Regions from separate parts of the Mus musculus genome. Here region 1 is linked to region 2. A link is a contact called in public HiChIP or PLAC-seq data. All regions are on one chromosome and are shown on one strand. The core of a region is the stretch at or near the end of the contact, and the rest is flanking DNA. Distances in the headings are between cores, read along the strand shown. Region 1 overlaps Ssh2 (slingshot protein phosphatase 2). Region 2 overlaps Efcab5 (EF-hand calcium binding domain 5).

The links. HiChIP or PLAC-seq counts read pairs in DNA pulled down with a chosen protein or histone mark.
Region 1: a RAD21 HiChIP or PLAC-seq map of pro-B cells shows a contact between it and region 2, with 4 times the contacts expected there. The contact joins two enhancer-like sites. A contact is called at or near these places in 4 of 39 promoter capture datasets (the C10 cell line, cranial neural crest, embryonic stem cells and 1 more), 4 of 15 datasets of contacts at CTCF or cohesin (CD8 T cells, the NIH/3T3 cell line, large pre-B cells and 1 more), 2 of 484 Hi-C or Micro-C datasets (bone marrow-derived macrophages and myeloid progenitors), 2 of 115 datasets of contacts at active chromatin or transcription factors (the HPC-7 cell line and embryonic stem cells) and 3 of 9 other capture datasets (adipose tissue, liver and pancreatic islet).

Annotation. Positions count from the first base shown.
Region 1 is chr11:77,247,599-77,250,664 of GRCm38.p6, forward strand. All of the region lies in intron 1 of Ssh2 (slingshot protein phosphatase 2), which reads left to right. Among named protein-coding and RNA genes, the nearest start is that of Gm24989, 4.1 kb to the left of the region's middle. Within about 2 kb of position 1,498, at least 7 of the 459 cell types and tissues checked have an H3K27ac peak or open chromatin away from gene starts, as enhancers often do. A contact at or near this core is called in pro-B cells, where this site is marked.
Region 2 is chr11:77,098,600-77,101,670 of GRCm38.p6, forward strand. The region is part of intron 17 of Efcab5 (EF-hand calcium binding domain 5); the gene reads right to left. Among named protein-coding and RNA genes, the nearest start is that of Nsrp1, 22 kb to the left of the region's middle. Within about 2 kb of position 1,737, at least 27 of the 459 cell types and tissues checked have an H3K27ac peak or open chromatin away from gene starts, as enhancers often do. A contact at or near this core is called in pro-B cells, where this site is marked.

The sequences.
Region 1 (3,066 bases), core at 248-2,747, 150 kb after region 2:
AAAGATTAGGACTTGGTGAAGTGAAGAAAGGCAGAAAACAGCAAAAGCACAAAAGTCAAAGACACTGAGATAAATGCAGATAATCCAGTGATAATAAAGTACTTAATAGGAGGGAGAGGGAAATAACAGAGAGAGCTAAGTAGAGAAGGGCAAATCTTGTAGGGCCTTTATTTCCTGGTAAGAAGTGTAGTCTGAGGCCAGAATCATTAGGAAGCATATGTAATGCAGCTGGCCATGCATACAAACATGCATTTTTACAAGCATCTTCAAGTGTCTCTAACAACATAGAAAACATAGCTTTTGGAATAGAAGACTAAAAAGCTTTTTTTTTTTTTTTTTTTGGTTTTTTTTCGAGACAGAGTTTCTCTGTATAGCCCTGGCTGTCCTGGAACTCACTTTGTAGACCAGGCTGGCCTCGAACTCAGAAATCCGCCTGCCTCTGCCTCCCGAGTGCTGGGATTAAAGGCGTGCGCCACCACGCCCGGCTTACTAAAAAGCTTTATGTAGAAAAATAATATCAGAATATGGTTTATAGCAAATGATTGCAATTGTCACCTCTTAAAAGTAACAGAGACTCAAGGTAAGGCATTTGGGGTTGAGATTGAGTAAAATTAAATAGACTCAAAAAAGCAAAATGATAGGCCGTCCATGAGATGCCATGAAAAAGAGGCAGAGAGGAAAGACTAGTTGACTCTAGAAGACTCTGAGCTTGATTGGGTTGAGAAGATGTTGAGTGCCATTAACAAAGATGCAACAAGTTTTGCTTTGATAGGAGGGTGATTTCAAAGGTATGTAAAATGTCTAGGAGACAGTAGGACATCCAGAAGGCTGCAGGTGAAATTTTAGAAGTAATAAATGTGTAGATTCAGGCAGAAACTAAGAAAATTTAAAATACTGACTATATTCCTATTGAGATAGAAGTTAGTGATAGAACACGGAGAACCCATGCTTAAGAGGTAAAAGTACAGTAAGAGTATGTAACAAAACTGAAACAGAACAGCAGTAAACGATTTGTAGAAGCTCGATAGAAAGTGTAAAGCAAAGTTTTAGTTAGTGAATGGTCTATCTAATATAGCTAAGGTACTCTGTAAGATCAAGTGTGAACTAGAATGATAGAAGCTTGGAGAGTAGAACAGGGAGCTTGGTTACAGTACACTAGAGAAACCAAGTTGGAACATGAGTATAGAATATTCCTTTTCAGAAGTGTTACTGTGAATTGAAGAAGAAAAAGAATTGTATGTAGATGAAAGAATGCAAGGTCAAATTATTTGTCTTGATTTATAAAGTATGCGCTAGATTAGAAAATATTTATATGCTAAGGGAATTAAGCCAAGGTGATAGGGGTAGGTGGAGAGACAGAAGATAAATGGAGAGGGGTAACTAATGGGACCAGGTCCCAATGGGACCCAATGGGAAGTTTAGAAAGCTGAAGACAGGGTTAGTCTGCGCTTGAAGGAACAGGAAAAGAATTTATGCATCCTCTGTGGTTCATTGTGCATTTCCTGTAATAGCTAACTTCTACTTTACAGGATGGCATTTGCCTTAATACTCAGGAGAACCTAAACATATCCAGTGTAGACTATTAGCTGTCTGTCTGTATGAAGGTTCCTATATATAACTAATATCTGGACATTGTATTTGTCATGTATGACTAGGCTATCACTGTTGTCCTTATTGCAATAAAGGTTAGAAAGTCCCTTTTGAAACATAATAGGAAGATACCCTCTGTTCATTTTGTATCCTTCCTGTCTTTTTAGAAGTTGTTTAGAACACTGAAGCTTTCAATAAGATTGTAGCTCACATAGGATTTGGGAATATCTAAATTATAAAGATATAGTCCAAAATATAAAAGGCATCCATCATTCAGGATTGATATTCTTTGAACTACTAACCCTACGAATTATTACTAAACTTAGTTCTTAATAGATTTTCTTTTTTAAATATCAGAATCCAATTTGTCAATAAGCATAAGAATATAACTTGGCCAGTCTTTGATAATGGCTTGGTAGATTTCTAACTTGGAACTTATAGTACATTTATTATAATGTATCTGGGAATATAAATGAGCAGTAGAGTACTTGTCAACCATGCACAAGGCCTTGAGTTTATACTTTTAAAACTTTCTTTAAAAAGTTTAAAAACATGTATTATAAATTTTATGATACACATAAAGTTCTGTGTGGAAATTGAATACTATCCTTATTATGTAATGAGGGAAAAAAATCTAAAGGCCATTAGTCAGAGTTCTTCAGAGGAAGAGAACTGGGGTGTGTGTGTGGGGGGGTTGCATGTGTGTATTTTAGGTCTGGCTCAATGATTGTCTTCTCCATGAAAAGGCCATCTAATAGTTATTTAATCCACGAGGCAGGATTTCTAAACTGGTCTAAGTGTACACTGGAATCCAGAAGAGGTAAGTTCTAATACTGTCCAAGGAATGCCTCACCAGCAGTATAGATGAACTTGCCAGGGACAGAGATGGAGGGGGTTTATGGCCCAGTGGTAGAGGTTTCGCCTGGCAGGCCATGGGCTTGGTCATAGTGCCAGCAGACAAAGGAGGAGACATTTTGTTCTAGCATAATTGTGGACTGCTTTCAGTGTCTTGGATGAAACAAACACGGTTATTGTGACTTGAACTGCATCTGTATCTAGGCTTCGGGCAATGTAAATAATGTGTTTATATCCAGAGAACCACAGAATCAAAACATCACACTAACAAACATTTAAACTGTTTGTTTGTGTTAAAGGTGAGGATGTTAATCTGGGATCCAAAAGAGAAAAGCGTTATCTGAGGCGACACAGCTATGTAGCTTACTCTATAGAGTGAGCTGCTTGTTCTGTGTCCTTTTACATGGACTGCCACTAGAAGGTATGTTCTGAGGTTTTCCACCTCAAAGGATATGATCAAGAAAATTCCTCACAGGCATTATGAGCTACTTGGAGGTTTTTATTGATTCCAGAAGTAGTCAATTTACAACCAAGACTAGCCATCACGCCCAGCTATCAATCTGCCATGATTTGTTTTATTTGATGGTTATTAGAGAAATACACATATCAGATCAATTTACT
Region 2 (3,071 bases), core at 487-2,986:
GAGGGAGCCAGCACTAATGGGCTACAGCTTACTTTTGAAAATGTCATAAAATTAGATAGTGTTAATGATTGGTGTACTATCCAAACGGAGTAGTTCAGAACGCACGAGTGTATGTGACGTGATCTATGCGTCTCTTGCTTTCCTTCGAGACAGGCTGGCTTGAACTTGTTATGGACTCAAGGGTGGCCTCTTAAGCCTCTCAAGCTCTTAAGTGAGCGTAAGGCCTCTCAGCCTCTACCTCCCAAGTGCTGGCGTTGCAGGCTGGGGCCTCCATGCCTCCTTTTCTGTGGGATCGGGCGTTGATCCCTCAGCCATGCATATGTGTGGCATGGACCCTAACAAAACGACCTATGTCCCAAGTTTGGAAGCTCATGTTTTTTTAAAATGAGGTATCTCATTTAAAACACACACACACACACACACACACACACACACACAAAACAAAAAACAGACAATGAATGGATCAATGTGTCTCTGGTTAAAGAGTTTCCCCCAATCTGGTGACAGAGAGAGAGGAAGTCAAACAGAACCTCCTGAGTCCCCAAAACTCCTAAATGTCTTCAAAAGGATTTTCCCCGGCAAAGTTCAAATCAAGTACGAGTGATGAAGTGAAAACGTTTTCAGACATAAAATCCTCTTCCTCAGACAACCACTACTGGAGGAGGGCACAGAGGTCAAGGGCTTGCTCAGCTAAGTGTGGGACCCTCGGTCCTAGACCCAGCACTTAAGGAAAAGCCAGGAGAAAGGTAACTGCTATTGGGTAAGGACGACCAGTGAGAGACTTTGGAGCTGTCAGTCCTGAATGGGACACTGTTATCGAACTCCTCCCCTCAAGGCTTAAGGTCTGTGTGGAAGAGGAGACAGACAGACAGACTGACTGTAAGAGCCAGAGGTGGGGGATGAAGCCAAGGAACAACGTCTTCTAGACCCGACAAGGTTGCTACACGTACGAACTCACAGAGACTGTGACACGTTCAAGCTAGACAAAATCCCAGCACAGAGAAGGGGAAGCGGACACAAAGTTCCATCCCTAACCAAGAAGCTATTTGGAGATGGTTCCTGCTGGGAAAGGGACACTCAGTTTTCCCGGGTGGGGTGTCTATCAACCACACTCCAGATCCTATGCTCTTCCCGGCATGTCCAATCTCGGAGAGAACCTGCAGATATTGCCGGTACCATCTCATGCTTCCTGAATAAGAGATTTTTTTTTTTAACATAGCCTGTTTTTTTTTTTGGGGGGGGGTTGTTTGTTTGTTTGTTTTGTTTTGTTTCGAGACAGGGTTTCTCTGTATAGCCCTGGCCGTCCTGGAACTCACCTTGTAGACCAGGCTAGCCTCGAACTCAGAAATCCGCCTGCCTCTGCCTCCTGAGTGCTGAGATTAAAGGCGTGCGCCACCACGCCTGGCGATTTTTTTTTCAAAGCTGCAGGAAGGCCACACAAACTTTGTATAATAGATTGCCCCTGCCACAAGGGTCCTCTCCTGACACAAACAGAAAGATGCACCCAAAGAATGCTTTCTCTTTTCTCAAGAATGGAACTTAGAATTTCCTGATAGAATTTTATCTAAATGAGAGGGGACTGATATATCCCGGTGACCTAATAGCTTTGTTGGTTGCTACAGAGACTGATAACACTAAAAGGTTGTTAGTTTCAAAAGGGAAACCTGCCAATTGTTGGTTTCTGGCTGCGTCCCGGTCTATAACTTGCAGTTCTGATTTCTGCCACACGAGGGCACTATCGGAAAGCAAAACGCAGTATTTCCGTGGTCAAGGATGCTGAAGGAAAGGCTAGAGTTCAAAGACTGGGCGAGTGGTGGAAATTTGCATGTGTTCTGAGCAGAGCAGGTGGCTCTAACAGGCAAATTTGAGGCAGAGTCTAAAGAGATTCCTTTGAGGCATTGTGTCCTGCCACAGGAGCCTTTAGCAGCTCCCCAGATTGGGGGATGGGCTTATTAAGGACACACACCTGCAGGGTGTAGAATGGCAAGGCCTGTCCCTTATGCTTATTCCTTATGTCAGAGGGACTGGATTGAAGATCGGTGGGTGCCTATGTCCTTGTCCAAGAAGGGGAACATCACTCAGGAACACAAGGAATCCTGGCATTAAGCTCTAGGTGGAGGGGCTGGCAAGTTGGCGGGGTCAAAGAGGAACAAGGTCACAGGGAGAATACCAATTAGACAAACTGGTCTGCTGGAGTTCATTATAGATGTTAGTTCTCCCCCAAAGGAGGAACCAGAGACTAAAGGTGGGGGTAGGGCCAGGGAGACTGAGGTTGAAGCTAGGCATCCTGGGGGACAGATACAGGCTTCTCTGAACTCCAAAGTCCTCAAATATAAAGTATATGAGAGTATACACTGGGCAGGTCTTAATGATACAGGTCTGTAACCCTAGCCACTTAGAGCCCAAGGCAGGAGGATCACAAGTTCAAGGCCTGCCTAAGCAATTGAGTGAGACTCTTTCAAAATAAAAAGTAAACAGAGCATAGGAGGTCTAGCTTGGTGGTAGAGTGCTTACCGAGCAAGTATTCAGTAACACACACACACACACACACACACACACACACACACACAGAGCAAACAGTAAACACTATCCAGTTGTTTTTATTGCTGATTGCCGATGTTACTTGTTCCCTTCAACGATCGATCCTTAGAAGTCAGATCTGTGTGGTGCCTGTGAATGTAGGCTACCATGACTGAGCTCAGAGACATGAACTGTTGCTCATATAGAATTCCAAATAGAAGTTTCAAACCGGATTCACATTACTCATGGTGCACACTAATTCTCTGGGAGCCCCAGGCACTCTTAGGCTTCTGGGAGTGCCTCACTGTCCTAGCAACATCCTGATGGCATCACCACACCACAAGCTCAGTGCTCTGCCACCCATGTCTACAGCCTGAGGGGCGAGGCTCCCATCCCTGCCATTGCTTTTATCTTTTCCTTGTCCCTGGGGTCTCTCAGTTCTGAGCTTCGCAACCTAATATATGTATCACAGAAGCCCAGAAAGCCTCCTACTTGGTGGAGGAGAGGGAGAGAGAGAGAGAGAGAGAGAGAGAGAGAGAGAGAGAGAGAGA